2 separate regions of the Canis lupus genome follow, and region 1 is linked to region 2. The links are chromatin contacts, called in public Hi-C maps. All regions are on one chromosome and are shown on one strand. The core of a region is the stretch at or near the end of the contact, and the rest is flanking DNA. Distances in the headings are between cores, read along the strand shown. Region 1 overlaps ASAP1 (arf-GAP with SH3 domain, ANK repeat and PH domain-containing protein 1). Region 2 overlaps ASAP1 (arf-GAP with SH3 domain, ANK repeat and PH domain-containing protein 1).

Region 1 (4,487 bases), core at 666-3,165, 84 kb before region 2:
CTTTTCATTTGTCTTAGCATTGTAGCAGCACAGAACTCGCCTCCCAAGGACGCTGCCCGGGACCGAGGGCGGGAGGCAGGCGAGCGCGCGGGTTGCAGCCGGAGCCCCGGGGGCCGCCGCCGCCCCCGCCGCCCCCGCGCCCGCCCCCGCGCCCGCGCCCCCCCTTCCATCCTCGGTCCGCGGCCCTCGCAGCAGGAGGCGGCGCTCCCGGCCTGGCTGCCTGCACCCACTCGGGACTAAAAAAGAACGCGCACAACTTTTTTTGGTCCCTTTTCTCGCAGAACGCAGGCGTAACGAGCTCGCTGAAGTAACCGCTCCGGGGGCGGGGGCGGGGGCGGGGGCGGGGCGCAGGCTTCCGGAGCCCCCCGAGCCGGGCCGCACCCCCACCCCCGCCGCCCCCCGACCGGGGCGCCCGAGTCGGAACGATGCCCGGGGAGGCGGGGGCGGGGCGAGGGCTGTGTGGGCGGGGCTCGTGAGGGGCGGGGCGAGGCCCGTGTGGGCGGGGCGCGGGCGGCGGGGGCGGGGCTCAGGCGGCGGGGGCGGGGCGAAGGGGCGCGGGCGGCGGGGGCGGGGCGCGGCGGGCGGCGGCGCGTGCGCAGAGCACTTCCTTGTTTGTCCCCGTGACTGTAGCGGGAGCGCCGCCTGCCCGCCGCCCGCGGCCCGCCGCCCGCCCTCCGCCCTCCCTGCATCCCGCCCTCCCGCCCGCGGGAGTGTGCGCTCGGGCAGTCCGTCGGTGTCCTCGCCGCCGCCTGTCAGAGCGCCCCGGGAGGCAGCGCCGGCCGGCCCGAGCCCCGCCGAGCGCCGCGCCCCCTCCCCCGCCGCCGGCATGAGCACAGGGAGGCGGGTCCCCGAGAGCCCCCAGCCTCGCGCGCCGCTCGGAGTTTGAAGCCCCGCCGCCCGCTGCACCCGCTGCGCCCGCTGCGCCCGCTGCACCCGCTGCAGCCGCCGCGCCCGCCCTCTCTGCCGCCGCCGGGGACGGGGACGGGAGCCGCGCCAGGCCGGGCGCCGGGTGGCAGGCTGCGCGGGGCGTTCATGAGCCGCCGGGCGGCCCGCGGCCCCGGGAGCCTGCGCCGTGACTCACTCCCCGCCCCCGCTTGTGTCTCGCCCCCCCGGCAGGATGCCGGACCAGATCTCCGTCTCCGAGTTCATCACCGAGACCACCGAGGACTACAACTCGCCCACCACGTCCAGCTTCACCACGCGGCTGCACAACTGCAGGAACACCGTCACGCTGCTGGAGGAGGTAGGTCGGGGCCGGCGCCGCCCCCCCCCCCCCCCCGGGGACCCCGGCCCCTCCGCCGGGGCGCCTCGCTGCCCCCGCTCGCAGCTGGATCGGCTGCATTTCCGAGCGGGAGGGATGTGAGGGGGCTGGGGCAGCCACACCCCCACCCCCACCCCCTCACCTCCGGCTCCCAGGTGAAGAGGGGGACTTGAGGTGTGCAGCCCCCCGCTCCGTTGGCCGGGGCGCTGGAGGCGGGGAGAGGATGGAGCGAGCTCCTGGTACCCTAGGAAAAAGAAGAGGCAAGTCCTCTCCTTGTCTCGTGGGTGCCCTGCTGCCAGGCTCTTTCCACATCCTTCTGACCCCGTCCTACCCCGCGAAGTAAGTGGCGTCAGGCCCCAGAGGGCAGAGGGAGGCGAAGCAGCACGGCCAAGGTCACCAGCGAGGGACCGAGAGATGGTCCCTGAGTGCCCCTCTCCGTGACTCGGCTCCGCCAGGCGGGCTGAGCTGCATAGGCAGGGGCCCACGGGATTAAAACCCCAAAGGGTCGAGAGGAGACTCGGGCTGGCATTGCCTCCACCCCAGGAGTCTCCCCGCAGCCAGTCTCTGGTGCCTAAACCCTGGGTTGGAAAGAGAGATCTGTGCAGACAGACAGGTTCCCCTCCCGGCTCCCAGCACCCGAGGGAGGGTTTGGTTCTGCCGAGGCTGCTGCGCCAGCAGGACTTGCCCGCAGGGCGCTCCTAAGCTGTGAAGGAAGACCCGAGGCTGAGGCTGCCGGGGAAGAGCTGGCCAGAACGGGAGAAGGGAGGGGGGGGTCTGACCCTGCAGAAGGACAGCTCCCCTTATCTAGACCCTCCAGAGAGGCATTGTGGGTGTCCTGGGCAGGGCCAAGGGCATGGCGATTTCCTTTAAAATTGAAGTGAATTCGTGATAGGCCAGGGTGGGTAGGTAAGGAGGAACCCGCAAACCCAAGGGCTGCAAAAGCCTCTGAACCTCCATAAAAATAGGACATTTGCCCTGGAACTCTGCACCATCTGTAAGTGCCATAAAGCACCACTCCCCTCCAAACAAGCCAAGCCTATTTCAATCGGAAAAGACAGCAGTGGGGGGGGGGGGGGGGTGGAATTTAGGAAGGCAGATCGTTTTCCTGGGGTGGATTATCCTGTGGTTGGTTTATTTGAGGTTTGGGGAGCTCTTTCTGATAGAAGCTCACCACAGCCAGCTCTCTGTAATATTGAGAAGCTTGGGCTTCTGTGGGAAACTGCCCTTGGTACGGGCTTTGGTACTCACTCTTCTGGCCAGATTACTTGCAGAATTGGTACTCTGAAGCACAAAGTCCTAAATTTTAAGAGGGGAGAAATTTCTTTTCCTGTGGGGTCCTGTCTTTGCCTGCCTGGTGCAGTGAATTAGTCTCAGCATCGTATGCCAGTTGAGGATGCTTCTAGAGTTCTCTGTGAAGTTAATGTTGGGTTATTGAACGGAATCTTGAAATTCATTTGGAGAAATACCTCCCAACTAAGTTTGTTTGAAAGCCAGAGGTAAATGGATGATTTTTTTTTTTTTTTTTTTTGTCTTTGTGACCTGTCATTCTGTTGCAGTACCCTGACGTTTAGTGTCCGGGAATACACGGAATTGCCAGGCATTCAACCTCATAATGGGTCTGTCCTTCACTTCACTTAATTGTGATAAATTGGAACATGGTGATACAGGAGCATTTTGCATCCTTTTTGTGTACTAATCGTATATGCCTTCTGAAGGATGTGACATTGATTAGACTGAGTGGTTATTTTCCTTTTAGATAAGTTCTACGGTGCCTGCTAATAGAGCTGTCAGTTATATTAACTTTTCCTTTCTGCCCATTTAGATAGTGTTACTGTATTCTGTTTGTGTGGGGTGTGATAAGGGTAAGTAGCTGATAATGCTGTTTGTAGGGGTATATGCCCATATTTTTCAGCAGCAAGAGAGGATAGGGTTAATGTTAATTACATGCAGCCGCTCTTAATCTTAGTTTGAGGTAACTAAATTTAAATGTGACTGCAATAGATATATATATATTTTTTTTTTTTTTAAATGAGGAATACTATTCTGCAGGGTTAGGTCAGAAATTAGATCCAATGGCCATATACATGTGGTCACCTGTGAACTTGAGGAATCAGAATCAGGCTAGAAGTTCAAAAGTGTCATGTTAGATTATGGTGATAATACTCATGTCCTCAAAAATATTACAGTAAATGTTTCAGTCAGAATGACACAATAATTTTGTAATTGTTATTCTGCACTTCAGTGTAGTACTGGTCAAGGAGTCATTCCCCTAATCTGCATCTTTAACTCTTGACTCACATGCCATGAAGCTGAACTCATCATGAGTGATGGCCTTTTGCATATATGTGAAATATACCTGCTAGTTTCTTACTGATAGGTAACCACCACAGTTGAATTTTTATTTTTTCCCCACTAATTTTGCATATACGGAAGGAGTACATTGTTATAAATAAGTGCATCAGAATTCCGTTCTTAAAAGATATGGGGCTAAAGGTTATTACCTTTTGGGGCAGACCACAAAATCTTGTTGGCATATGTTTCACAAGTGAGATACTTGGAAACTTTAAGAATGCTGTTTGTGTTACTTTGTGGGTTATTCTTAGGAATAGGACTTTTGGGTACTTTTTTGGTGATGTGGAAACCCAGGAATAGGAATTCATTTGGACAGCTTGGAATTCTTTTTTAAAAAAATCTTTTTCTAGTTCCAGTTATTAAGTGCCTTTCTGTTTATTTATAAATTCTTTTTGTTCTTTGGGTTCCTAATCAACCTATAGAGGTCTCAACTAAAAAACTGTAGCTCTCCAAGCTTGGATGCCTAAATTAACCCACACTCTTCCTTTTCTTGTGTCTCATTGGCAAAGACTGCTTTGCAGATGTTGGTGCTTTTATTTAAATCTCTTTGTGATAAGCACTCTAGGAAATGGGTCAGAAATGTGTAGTAGAAAGAGTTTGCTTCTGGGCTTCACCTTTGGGGTTAAGGGGTCCGAGAGGACCGTGGGAGTTGCGGTTAGGCTGGCACACGATGAGTGGCTGCCTTTGGGAGGCAGGCATGGATTAGCTGCCTAGTTTTGTCCTGATGTCTGAGTGTTTTCCAAGCAAAAAGGCCGTGTTTTGCTTATTCAGCAGAGCACACTGACGTGTGCCATTTTACTCGTGACCATTTGGAAAGTATGAGTAAATGACTAGGAGACTAGGAGAAGACAGAGTTTTACTGAGAAAGGAGAGC
Region 2 (4,865 bases), core at 259-2,758:
TATTCTTTAGCGAGGCCTGCTTGTTTTTTGGAACTTAACTCTTTCCTTAATCACTGTACCTTAGAATCCCGTTTCTGGAGCCTCTGATGAAGCCCAGACATTATTAGGACATTGACTTCTGTAAAAATGTAGCTAGTATTACCTTTAGCTTGATTGTAGGTACCTATATCCCTTCCAGTTGTTCTAGAACTATTATCTAAAACTCTATTCCATATATATTTTCCATATATAATGTAAATACTATATACTATTTATGGAATATAAACAATTTTCCCCATGCATTTTGTAAATTTAGAACAAAGAAGCAAACAGACCTATCTAGTCTCTGATACTTCTTGTAGTCGCCATTTTATTTTCTCGGAGTGAACACTTAGCTCTGTGCATTCCCATGTTTCCAAAGTGTTTTCTGGCTTCTGTGCTGGCCATGAGGAGAGCTTTTGCACACAAGCAAGCCAGGATGTCTCAGGGGGACTGGTAATTGAGAGGGGGGTATTGACCTTGTGGTCATCAGTCTGAATGTGCCTAAGTGAGTAGCAGCCCAAAGCCATTACTGCTGCCTTCCAGGAATCTTTAATAAATGAATTAGTGGGCTTTCTGTAGTAGCTCTTGATGACCTGTAGAAAGCCTCATACAGGCTTCATTTATTCACCCATTTATTTTCTTCTGTTGGGGCCAGAAATCTAACTCCATATGCAGAAATCTCCCAGCTGCGGGTTTCAGAGCACTTGGAAGAGGAGGAGTTGCCATTTGCTGACTGTCGTCTTCGTGCTGGGAGCTTCGTATACTCTCTAATTTCATTCTCTCTAAACCTCTAGACGTGGTTAAGATTATAGGATTATAGCCTCCTGTTTTACAGATGAAGCCACAGAATCTAAGAAAGTTTAAAAAAGAAAACAGTCTAAGGTCACCCAGTGACAAAGTACACAGTATTTTAACATGGAGCTATAGTATGAGGAGTCTGTGCTCCTACACGTCACCAAGGGGTCCCTCTTCCAAGTTAAGGGCAGGGAACTATGGTGGAAAAGAGAGGTTCACTATCCATTTCTGCCTACAAGTGTGGGAGAAGAATTACAGAATAGGCCATAAAGGAGGACTTTCAGAGCTGCGTAGGACTCCCATTCACTTCGACACACATCTACTCTGTGCTTAGGGCTGTGCTAAGGAAAAGGAGCGTGTTGCCATTTGCTTCTCTTGATCCCAGGGAAATGGACTCTTGTTGATCAAACTGAATGAAATAAAATAGTATATCATCAGGTGTTAATTCCCAAGGTACATCCCCAACAGTGAATGCTTTGGGAGGAAGCGGGAAGAGAGAAGTTGACATATCACTTTGTTTTTCTTTGGCACAAGGAGGAGGTTAAGCATCCCTTTCACTGTCTATCATTTAAGAAACTTGGGCATACTTAAAGGTAAGTGATGGTTCAAGAGAGATTGTGTGGTCCAGTGCAAGGGTCTAGACCAGAAACCACAGCTTCCTGATTCTTCAGCCTGGTCCTCTGTCAACTAGATATTGTGTTCTCTCTACCAATGAAAACCCAACCTCCCTATTTTTGCACTGTCATTATGCCGCCCTGTACAGAGGAAGTGAAGACTTGGCTCCTCCAAAAGGAACTCAGGATGCCAGCAGGGCCCATCTTCCACGCATTGGTGACAGGCAAGTCACTCCATCCCTCTGCAGAGTCACAGCAGTCTGTGACTGTCATAGTCTCCAAGCCTGCCTTTCTGACATGGTGCTTTTCAAGGCGGAGCAGTGCAAGCAGGGAAGTGCACATCAGCATGAGAAGAATGAAACGGTGATCGCACTTAAGGTGCTCTGGGTTACAGCGTTTTAGCTGCAAAAGAAATTTCCCTTTCTTGGATGGAAAAACTTCAAGACCCACTCAATAAAGGCCTGTAGCCAGTTAGTGGCTGAGCCAGGACTAGAACAGAGGCCTCCTCACTTGAAGACTGGTGTTGTGTACTTGCCCCACCCCCTCATCCCACAGAGGGTGCTGGGGCCAGCGGGCTTTTGAACAAGTCCTAGGGGTCAGAATAATGCACTTTGTGATCAGAGCCAACAAGATCCCAAGTTTCATTTGTATGCCACCTGCACACATCTGGGGCAGTGCTGCACATCAGAATCATCTGGGGAGCTTTAAAAACCTGCCTGGGTCTCACCACAGACCAGTTGAAACCACTCTCTCCTATCTCACCTAAGATTGTCTGTCATCTCAGTATGACATTGCAAGGTTCTCTCTAAGTGCCATCAGGATCCCCAGGGGTGCCAGTTAAGAAACAGATTACAAGGTCCTATGTGCTTCTCCTGAGTACAACCCTCTGGTGTTGGGAGCTGAGCTTCCACATTTATAGCAAGTTCCCCCAAGGGATTCTGATGCAAAACCAGTGTACTGGACATGGTTTGTGTTTTTTCTAGTCTGTCGCCCCAACCCCAGGTCCCTGTTGACCGCTCCTACCACTTTGCTTCTGCTCCTTTTCCTTCTGCATTGCCACGTCTGGAGTGGAGGGAAGCAGGCATGACCCTGCCTTGGCAAGGGCCTCTGAGCTTCAGGGTTTTAGATTAGTTTGGTTTTTCTCCTTCATAAGTGAAATAAATTTAGAATGTAGGCTTTCTCCGTATTAATTTTAAAGCAATGAGTGAAGGATGCCTGGGTGGCTCAGCAGTTGAGCGTCTGCATTTGGCTCAGGGTGTGATCCCGGAGACCTGGGATCGAAACCCACATCGGGCTCCCTCCATGGAACCTGCTTCTCCCTCTGCCTGTATCTCTGCCTCTCTTCTCTCTGCATCTCTCATGAATAAATAAATAAAATATTTAAAAAATATAAAATTTTATTTTATTTTTTTTTTAAATATAAAATTTTAAAAGTGATGTTTACAACACTAAAATGAACCTTTTTTTTTTAATTTAAAGAAACTATATATATCGAGCCATTGGTCAATAAGCAGTGGGATCCTATCTTTCTCCATTAGCCCATCTTTTTTTTGAGCTTCATTTGTGAAGTTCCCCTTTGCAGTATCTCAAGAGACAGGACTGTCTCTAGGTACTCAGCACTGACCTCAACATATCAGAAAAAATGGTTCCCACTTTCCTGTCATATACACAGGGATTGAACAAAACAGTGATAACTAGAAAAATGTACTAGCAGTTATTAGCAATATTCTCAAAAAGGAAAGTGACAGTATTTCTCCCTTCTAAGTTTTTTCACTTCTATCACATGGAAAGCTTCACTCTACTGACTTTTTTTCTTTCTGGCTCTAGGGTTTCATATTGTGCTTATTACAAAGCAAACAAAATAGGTGTATTCTTGCTCTGTGTAATGATATTCCACAGATAAAGAAAACAATTTAAGTGAAGGACAAAAGGCACCCCTCAGGAATGCACACCTGCAAAATGCATTTCTGTTTGACACCTTTTGAAACTTGAAATTTGAAAATTTCATATTTTTAAAGAAAATACTGCTGGGGCACCTGGGTGGCTCAGTGGTTGAGAATCTGCCTTTTGAGAATCAGGTCCTGATCCTGGGGTCCTGGGATCAAGTCCCACATTGGGCTTCCCACAGGGAACCTGCTTCTCCCTCTGCTTATGTCTCTGCTTCTCTCTGTGTGTCTCTCATGAATAAATAAATAAAATATTTAAAAAAAAATACTGCATATTTCCCCTCTTCAAATTTATCTTCATAGGTATAGGGATTCCCTTAGAAGACATGCAAATGTCTTCTGCTTACTTACTGTATTTTGTCTGCAGATTAATTTTGTGTAAGGTGGTAAGATTAGGGATGTGCTAAAGGATTTTAGCTTGGGGAAACCATTTTTAGAGCTGCAGACTTGAGCAGAGGGGAAGTTCCTTTCCCAACCCTGACACCATAAATGACCCTGTTACTGTGATCTATAACCATTAATTCAGTTTTGTCTTTACACGGCTCTGGTATTATGTAAAGGTTTTGTGATAGCTGTTCGAAAATCTGTGCAATATTGAAAAACAAGCAGATTTATTATAGCAGGATACAGCACACATTATGATTTAGTTGGGTTTTCTGAACATTGAGGACTAAAGGAAAGATGAACAGGCCTAGAAAAACACTTGGGAAAGTGGTATTTGAATTTTCAGATGACTTTTAGCAAGTTACTTAATTTTTCTAACTCTGTTTCTTCACTGTAAAACAAATCTAGCATCATTACTTCATCAGGAGGACTATTTAGGGATTGAGAATATTCATGCAAAGCACTTGGCTCATGAGTTTGAGGGTAGGAAGAGCAAGATGAGCTTAGCAAATCTTGGTTGAATATGAATCACCATCTGGAATCAACTCAGGCTTTCTAACACAGACCACTCTGACCAAAGGTCTGAATTTGTGCCTTGGACAGAAATGTACTTGTTTTTGTCAGTGTTATTTTTCTGAAATATATCAACTAGATGTATAAGGTACATTCAGATTCAGATGGGAAAGATGCCGTCCCCAGACACTGAAGCACGCACCTACCTATCTTTAAGCAGCCAAAGCAATGGACAACAAAATAAAGAGTATAAAGTTAGGCCTGAAATAAATGGGTAATTAAAGAATCAACTCATTCAGCCAATTAGTAATTTGGTAATTCTTTCTTTTTTTTTCCCCTCCCAGAATAAAGATCCACAGTTTTTATTCCCACAGAGATTTTATGCAGTATAAAAATAAGAAAGTGGAAAAAAAATGGAAACCAGACAAAGTGGCACACAGTTGTAAATAGGAGATAGGAGAATGGTAAACTAACTTTAATGATTCAGGAGTGGAGATAATTATGTAAAAAAAGTTTCAATGTGGGACCATTTATTAATATGAAATTTCAATAGTGAAAGCAAGTTTAACTCAGTGGATGATCAACCCAATAG

Evidence for each region. A called contact is a pair of places that touch in the nucleus more often than the background predicts.
Region 1: a Hi-C map of blood shows a contact between it and region 2, with 3 times the contacts expected there. The contact joins two enhancer-like sites. A contact is called at or near these places in 2 of 9 Hi-C or Micro-C datasets (amygdala and blood).

The regions. Positions count from the first base shown.
Region 1 is chr13:27,867,864-27,872,350 of UU_Cfam_GSD_1.0, reverse strand. It overlaps ASAP1 (arf-GAP with SH3 domain, ANK repeat and PH domain-containing protein 1), which reads left to right. Exons shown (of 29, transcript XM_038555531.1): 3 at 1,117-1,243. Among named protein-coding and RNA genes, the nearest start is that of ASAP1, 80 kb to the left of the region's middle. Within about 2 kb of position 1,915, at least 14 of the 20 cell types and tissues checked have an H3K27ac peak or open chromatin away from gene starts, as enhancers often do. A contact at or near this core is called in blood, where this site is marked.
Region 2 is chr13:27,783,019-27,787,883 of UU_Cfam_GSD_1.0, reverse strand. The region is part of intron 3 of ASAP1 (arf-GAP with SH3 domain, ANK repeat and PH domain-containing protein 1); the gene reads left to right. Among named protein-coding and RNA genes, the nearest start is that of ASAP1, 170 kb to the left of the region's middle. Within about 2 kb of position 1,508, at least 2 of the 20 cell types and tissues checked have an H3K27ac peak or open chromatin away from gene starts, as enhancers often do. A contact at or near this core is called in blood, where this site is marked.